2 separate regions of the Rattus norvegicus genome follow, and region 2 is linked to region 1. The links are chromatin contacts, called in public HiChIP or PLAC-seq maps. All regions are on one chromosome and are shown on one strand. Each heading gives the region's core, a stretch centred on a gene start, on an enhancer-like site or on the middle of the called end of the contact. The rest is flanking DNA. Distances are from core to core; before and after follow the strand shown. Region 1 holds the start of Hsdl2 (hydroxysteroid dehydrogenase like 2). Region 2 holds the start of Kiaa1958 (KIAA1958 homolog).

What was found. HiChIP or PLAC-seq counts read pairs in DNA pulled down with a chosen protein or histone mark.
Region 2: a contact with region 1 is called in an H3K27ac HiChIP or PLAC-seq map of oligodendrocytes, with 2.3 times the contacts expected there. The contact joins the promoter of Kiaa1958 here to the promoter of Hsdl2 in region 1. A contact is called at or near these places in 1 of 12 Hi-C or Micro-C datasets (frontal cortex) and 1 of 1 datasets of contacts at active chromatin or transcription factors (oligodendrocytes).

Annotation. Positions count from the first base shown.
Region 1 is chr5:79,236,988-79,241,075 of GRCr8, forward strand. Hsdl2 (hydroxysteroid dehydrogenase like 2) reads left to right here and starts at 1,894. Exons shown (of 11, transcript NM_001025697.1): 1 at 1,894-2,025. The coding sequence starts at 2,009.
Region 2 is chr5:79,284,473-79,288,560 of GRCr8, forward strand. It overlaps Kiaa1958 (KIAA1958 homolog), which reads left to right and starts at 2,236. Exons shown (of 4, transcript NM_001419541.1): 1 at 2,236-2,509. LOC134486941 (a long non-coding RNA gene) reads right to left here and starts at 2,155. Exons shown (of 2, transcript XR_010066534.1): 1 at 1,997-2,155.

The sequences.
Region 1 (4,088 bases), core at 644-3,143:
CATGTGGTTGCTGGGATTTGAACTCAAGATCTCTGGAAGAGCAGTCAGTGCTCTTAACCACTGACCCATCTCTCCAGTCCTTATTTATTTTTAATTTGAAGATTTAGTTTAGGGCTAGAGAGATGGTTCTGTGGTTAAGAGCACTGGTTGCTCTTCCAAAAGATCCAGGGTTTGAATCTCAAAATCTACAAGGCATCTTAACAACCCTCTAACTCCAGATCCAGGGTACCTGGCACCCTCTTCTGGCCTCTTTGGGTAGTGTACACAGGAGGTGCACAAACATGCAAAAAGCAGGAAAAACACCCATAAACATTAATAATAATGAGGAGGAGGATGATAATTCAATTTACATTTGCTTAGAAAAATTACCTCTAATAATTTAGGAATAAACTTTCCCCTAATGAACACCTGCCCCAGCCAAATAACTTAAGTCTTAAGTGTTGAATTTACAAAATACATTTTATGACTTTTATTTTATTCACTTTTTTCTATTAGTTTGCTTCTTAGCTGAACTGTCTCTGTCTCTATTTCTCTCTCTCTCTGTCTCTCTCCCCTTTTAGAATACATGGAAATAAAAGCAACATTATTGGAGAAAGAGGAATCTGAGGGGCACAGGACATTAACACCTTTAAGAGTAAGGAACACTTTAGACGCATGAGGAGGCATCCTCTCTCTACCAAGAATTCTCTGTTACAGACAAATATACAAACCAGTCAAAGCAGCCAAGGGTCAATGGAGCGTTGTCATCTGTCGCTAGCTTTCTGAAACATCTGGAACTTACAAACTGGCTACTCACACCTCCTATGTAACCACTGAGATTATGAACTTTTCTACCTGCCGTGTTTCTCAAGTCACTTAAGAGATACTAATATTTGTTGAATAAGTCCATTCTTCTATACTCATTAAGAATCATTATCGTAGGTCACAAACTCACACACGTCAATAGATGATAGTTAAGGTGATAAAAGAGTAAACAGCCGCAGGTTAATAATAATTAATAGTTTGATAGCCACAGGTTAATAATACATGATTTTTAATTTGAAGATTTAATTTAGGGCTAGAGAGATTGTTCCGTGGTTAAAAGCACTGGTTGCTGCTCTTTCAAAAGATCCAGGATTTGGCAAATAGGAGCGTACATATGTCTTATTTTTATGAACTAGGCTTTAGATAACAACCTCTTTAACATCTTTTTCTACCGCTACGAAATACAAAACAATTTCATTTCCAGGGTAGCTCAATTAGGTGTAACTCCAAGAACGAAACTGAATCCCAGAATCGACCTCATTCCAGCATTCATTCCAGGACTGAGGATTCCTTCTCCAAATTTGATTTCTGTGGCCCAAATATATGATGAATTCTTGTGGGAGACCTTTGCAAAGATCTCTTCCAGAAGCTCATTGACTGTCTCCAGACACTGGAGGTCAGGCTAGGTTCAGATTCAGTGGCAGCGAAAATGCGACGATTACCGGCTTACGCAAAAGCATTTTTCAGATGTCTACAAGTGTTCTTCGGAGCGAGAGCCTTGGCTCGGGGATAGACCGGGGAAAACGACGCCCAGCACCCTCAAGGCAGTCCTCGGAGCGCCCCTCAATCGGCCATCCTGCTGGCCCGGAGCCGGCGACGCGCCGAACTTAGGCAAGCAAGGAAAAGCCTACGTAGTACTGATGCTCTAGACACGCCAGTGGCCCACAGGCGAAACTGATTGTCATCGACGGACCCGGGAAAGGGGCGGGGCGGAGGTGTCTTCCAAAGCGCCTGCGCAGGGCGTTGGTTTCCTGGGTGTCGTTTGTGGAACTGCGGGAAGACCCGCCCAGCGCCCGGTGTGCGCAGGCGCACACCGTCTTGTAGGGTCTCTGTCTTGTAGGATCTCTGTCTTGTAGGAGGGCGGGTTCCCGAGCGGGTCTCGGGGCGGGGCCGGGGGCGCGGCTAAATGCGGAGGGAAGGTTCTCCTGTCACTCACAGGTCGCTGCTGTTCCACTGCCACCAAGTTCACTGAACTGCGAAGGTCATGCTGCCCAACACCGGGTAAGAGGACGGGGATAGGTTGGGTTTAAGGACTAGTCCGCAGGTCGCCCGCGCTACCCAGAGGGCGCGGAGGGGATCGGTGAAACTGCCGCGCGCTCTGGAACTCCGGCTCGCGAAAAGATAGAGTTGCTGAGACCTGCGCGTGCACGGGACCCCAAAGTTGTGTACTATAGGGACTCAAAAAGTTGTACATTACAGGGGGCAGCGGTGTCAGATACCTCACAGGGAAAGGTTACGAGGGTAGGTGTTCCCCGTCGTCAGTTTGGCCTGGTGACAATGTTGCTTTCAGCTTCTAGGTGAAAGTTCACTTGGGACAATGACTTCAGATTTTCTGTTTGTCTATATGCTTGATTGTAGATTTAAAAATAAAGAATCGTGTTTTGAAACGCTTTTCAAGTTAATAGCGAGTTAAAGGATTTTTATGTTTGATGGTTTGTTTGTTTTACTTAAAAATGAAGTGTTTTTACCCCAGCCTAGCCAGGTGCGGTGACACCTTTTAATTCCAGCACTCAGAGGCAGGGTCAGAAGGATCTATTGATTTCAAGCCCAATTATTTATTTATTGACATATTTGTGCAGCCAGTCACTAGGATTTTACAAAATTAAAACAAATACCCATTAAATAATGTTCTTCCCATTTCTTTTTGCCCTTAGTTCCTGCTAAACTCAGGTAGATCCACTATGTTCTATAAAGTTTGAGTATCTTCAGCGCAGGGACAAGTAAGTTCATTCTGTAGTTAGTTTGACATGTATAGACAGCTAAAACATTAAATCGTTCAAAAAGATATGTCTATTTAAAAATCCAGTTTTCTTCTATTTGTATTCTTTGCACTTATCAACATATTTTGTATAACTTACAGGGACAACGTCGTTTTAGAAAATAGTAGCAAACTCCGTTTTGGGTTTGCTGTTTTTACCTGACATGTCTTGGGGTATTCTTAGGCTTCCAGAACATGCAGCCTGTCCTTGTTCTCTTGTTTTGTTTTTGTTTTTGTTTTTGTTTTTTGTTTTGTTTTTTGTTATTTTTTGAGACAGGGTTTGTCTGTGACCTAACTATCCTGGAACTCTCTGTAGACCAGGCTGATCTTGAACTCAGGGAGTTCCTCCTGCCATGAGCCTGACCTTGTCCTCTTTAATGGTTGCAAATTATTATTGAAGACCTGTTCCCTAATGTTAGATTCTGAATCATTTCCAGCTGTTTTGGTATCTTTTTGTTGGTGGTGTTTTTATTTCATCTTTGCTTCCATTATTATTCTTTTGTTTTGTTTTGGTTTGAATTGAGTGTAACCCTGGCTGTCTTTGAACTGGTTATAGACCAGGTTGGTCTTGAACTCACAGACATTTGCCTGCCTTTGCCTCCCAGGGGCTGGGATGAAAGGTCTGTGCCACCTTGCCTGGCTTTCTTATCCCTCTATGTGTTTGTTTAAACATAGGATAAATGTACCATCTAGGATAAATTCTTGAAAGTGAAATTGCTAGAACCGAGAGAATTTTTTTTAAAATTTTGATATTGTAAGACAGACAGATATTCACCACCAAAGGAATTGCACCGTCAAAAGCATGATTGAGAGTACTGAATCCAATCTAGCCAGTCTCAGGTTCCAAAGTTTGAAAAACTGAAGACTTGAGAATAGTCAGAAAGAAAAAAAAATACAAAACAAATGAAGTGAACTGACTTCTACAGATATTAAAATAGTTTACATAACAAGAGTAATTAAAATAGTTCTACTACAGATTAAGTAAATAAAGTATTTGGTAACACAAATCCAGTGGCAGGGTGAGAGGGCTCTTTATTATAGTTAAAATTTGTATTATTTTCTTCACTCACGAAGGTGACTCCAGAAGACATTTGACGATATCTGAGAAGACTGAGTTGAAAGGGAGTGCTGAGTGGCGAAGGCCCTAGGTGGATGTCAACTTCTTACAAGCAGTAAACAGCCCCTGTCCAGTCCAAAGCGTCAGCTCTGCAGGGACTGAGACAGGGTGGTTTAAAGCCATTGCTGTGTCTTTTCACTGACCTGGTTTAACCAGCGAGGTGTTTCTGTCATTGTGTTGTGAGACCTG
Region 2 (4,088 bases), core at 986-3,485, 48 kb after region 1:
TATGTCGGGTTGGAGAGAGGGCTCAGAGGTTAAGGGCACTGACTGCTCGTTCAAAGGGCTGAGTTCAATCTCCAGCAACCACATGGTGGCTCAGAACCATCTGTAAAGAGATCCGATGCCCTCTTCTGGTGTGTCTGAAGACAGCTACAGTGTACTCATATAAATAAAAGGAAATAAATCCTTAAAAAAATAACGATAATTGCTGCTTTAAAAAAGGAATGTCAGCCTTAAACTCTTCAGGATTGTGAGGGCTGGTGGAGGCTGCGGTGCAGGAAAGAACTGACTAATGGGCAATTGAAGTTATCTGATGTCCGGATGACCCTGGATCCTTCATTTACAATCTCCTACATTCTCATCTCTCACCTACCCCAGCGGTAGGAATGGCTGAGATTTCCTGTCATAGGAGGAGTGAGCCCAACATGTGGATAGCACCTAAGGCTGACCAGGTTATTTCTAAATAACTTCCTGCCATTATAAATGTCTCAGAAAGGACTCAGGGCTGTGAGGAGAAAAGGGAGTCTGGAGCCAGACTGCTTTGGATGAATCTGAGCTCTAATAACAATCTATGTACTCAAGATTTTTTAGTTTCTCTAAGCCTCGGTTTCTGAAAACTAACACTATAATCATCTTATAAACTGCAATATCACTTCTCAGTATGTACCTGAAAACACAGGGCTGGAGAGATGGCTCAGTGGTTAGGATCACTAGTTGCCCTTCAGGAGGACCGGGTTTTGATTTCCAACCCCCACAAGGGAGCTCCCATTTGACACCCTCTACTGGCCTGGGAGGGCACCAAGGGCATCCCTGGTACAGAGATACTCATGCAGGCAAAACACCCACACACATAAAAACAATTAAAACTTGTAGCTAATTTTCCATAGAAGAGCAATGTTACTAGCACCAGCTTTGTGGCGTTCTTAGGATTACCTGAATTAACAACCCACTAAGTCTTGACACAAACGTAGCAGGTAGGTGCTATGAAAAGGTTTTTAAACGTACAGCCTTGCCTCAGTAGTGACATGTGTTAAGTAGCCTTCAGGCCCTTGTGTACCAGAGCATCCGTCTGAGAGTTTTAGCTGTTACAACGGCCCCACTCCCTAGGTGGGATGAGTGTGTAGATTCGAAACTTCAGCCCTGAGTCTATTCTTGAGCCAAATAAGAAAGGTGGTCCAGCAACATGGATTCATATTGCCCTGAGAGTCGTGCTCCACTGTGGAAGTAGTTACATTAGCTTTTTAAAAATTAGTTACAGAAGAAAGTCCCTAAAATCAAGGCATTTATCAAATGCAGGGACTGCAGGTCAGTGGATTACAGCAAAGTGGGCCACAGGTTTCAGGTACTGATGAGACTTGTAGCTTTCGACTCAGTGGAAGCCAGTAGTCAGCTGACAATACATTTCTTCTTATTATTAATGGTGGTTTTGCCTGCGTGTATGTCTGTGCACCACTGTCTCAGTACTGTAGGGACTGAGCTCCAGACTGTTGTAAACTACTGCTGGGAATCAAACTTGGGTATTCTGGAAGAGCAGCCAGTGCTCTTAACCACTGAGCTGTCCCTCCAGCCACTGCTAAAAAGACATAGTAAAGGTTTTCCTAAGGCATGAGGGTATTAAGTTTGATGGGTAGGCAATACATGCCTCCCAAAGGAACTAAAAATGCCCAAGCTAATTTAGCTCTGGTCTGCAACATTTTAACTCTTCACAGTCATGAAGTTAAATTATTAAGCCTTGTAGAATCTTTAACACCCTGCAGCATTCTTTTTTTTTCCCCGAGAATTCCAGTTTATTTCGGGTGTGTAGGTATGATGCGGTGGGGCATTAGGATACTATGGAGTAAGTACATTGTGGGTCCCAGGCCACCTGGCACAGCTCTGGCTGAGGTGTCTGTCACACACCTCTAAAGCGATCAGGCTATGCTTACTTCAAGTGTTTAGGAAGTGCTTGGAGACCGGGACAGCCCACATGCGTGGAAAGTGGCAGAGACCGTGGGTTCTGTACCTGTCGGAGCGGCGGGGGCTGAACTCCGCCGGCTCCGGGCTGCGCGCATCGGTGGCAAGAGCTTGGCCCGCGCCCTGGTAGGGTAGCGAGCGCCGCGGGTCGAGTGCCTTCCGCGGGCGTCGCTACACACTTCCTGTAGGTCCCGCCGCCTGCGGAGCGCTTCCGGTGCCGGCTGAAGCCGGGGTCCGAGCCCCCGCCCCGCCCCTCTCCGGCCCCGCCCCGCGCGGCCCCGCCCCCGCGCTCCAAGCCGGGCGCGCGGAGCCCGGGGCGCACGGAGCGGCGCGCGCCGGTGGCCGAGCCAGGCTGGCGCCCGCGCCCCCACCGCACCACCGCCGTCACCCGCCGCGCAGCCCGCGGGGCACCCTTCCCGCTTCACCGACTCCGGCCCCGGGGCCTCCGGCCGTGGTGCTGCCGTCCTCCGTCCCGCCGTCCCTCCCCGTCCAGCTCGGGCCGCCGGGCTCTCGCAGGCCCCACCGCCCGCGTTCCTATGGACAGACGCACAGACACCTGCAGGTGGGTGAGAGCCCGCTCAGGGCTGGGGAGCAGGCGAGCGCGGGGCCTTTGTGTGTGGGCGGCCGCGCCGTGACCCTCAGAACCTTCCTTTTGTCTGCTCCGGGCTGGCGAGGCGGGAGGGCGCTAGGGGCGGAGGGGTCTGCGGGCGCAGAGACCGGCGCGCACGGGTTCGCGGCCCGCGGCGTCTTGGCGGGGACTGTCGGTGCGCCGGCGTCCCGGAGCCGGGCAGGAGGGCGGGACGGAGGAGGAACGGTCTGTCCAGCTAGTTGCAGACCGGTAAGGCGCCTCGGGGCTCTGCCGGACTAGCTTGGTTGTCGGGAGTTACCGGGAGGTGCGTGTGGGGCGTGTAAAGGAACGTGCGGCGCTTTGCTCCCTTATTTATTGTTTCTAACGGAGGAGGGTTCTCTCCCAAACGCTCCCCCGAGTCTGAGGCTGCGCACAGTGATTTGTGTTTTTATCAAATAGATCAAGATATCTAGTGTCCTGGAGAGAGGAGGTTGAGCTGACCAGCAACACGTCAGATCAAACAAACAAACAAACAAACAGACAAACAAACAAAAATATGTGGTTTATGTGGTTTTCTTACAGCTGTCTTTAATTAAAAAATGTAAAGGTCAGGTAATGACTTAAATGGAGAAAATCGAACATGGTTGATTTAAAAAAACCACTTGTATTTATTTTTGTTTTGAAGTTTTGGAGTAAAGTTTTTTTCTCGTGGTCGTTAGGATTATCACTGATAGAGTAGTCTACCAATTAAACAATTAATCGGAGTGCCCTGTAGTGACAGCTTTTACGGTAGGGCTTGCATCAGAGAGTAAAACACAATGATAGTCTTTCCATGCGGGCTAAAACCTTTGTTTTCCGTTTTAAGAGAGATTTTTTTTTCTTTCATAGCATGTGAAGAAAACGTGATGTTAGAAGTGATTTTCCCACCGGTATTTCCTTATTTTACATGAAGCAACTATGTATTCCGTGCATACAAACCAAGGATTGGGTTGGTTGCTTGTTAGATACAGTGTTTTGAAAGGTGTTAGGTGGCAGCTCTGATTTTTCTTATTTGATTAGCTGGCTAACTTCGTGAACAGCTGCTATATGTTCATATATGATCAAATGATAAATGAAGTCCAGGAAGCATTCATAAAGTTCATTTCATAGACTCATGTTTTCTATGTAGATACGGGTTTATGTCCTATGTTAATCTGTTTTTTCCTCACTTTTAGAAACTTTATTTTTGTCGACTGTGAGAATTCATATTGGCATACTTAAGTCTGACTGTTACCTGGGAGTGGTTTTTGGATTCGTTTTTAGTAGTTTTGAGGAGCACTGAACAATGCTAGCCATTTGGAGAAAGTGGAAGATTCCTTTAAAAAAAAAATCTAAATTTGAAGGGAAAAATAATATAGATGAAAGCTCTTTAAATTCCTATTAAATTGTTAAAGATTCAAAAAAAATATAGTTCAATGCACCTTTATTCAAGTACCCTATTTTTATTATAAAAGACTTTAATAAGCTTTAAAAAGTGACTTTTTGTGAGAAAAAAATTTATCCTAGATTCCTGCCCCAGTTACATTATGTTAAT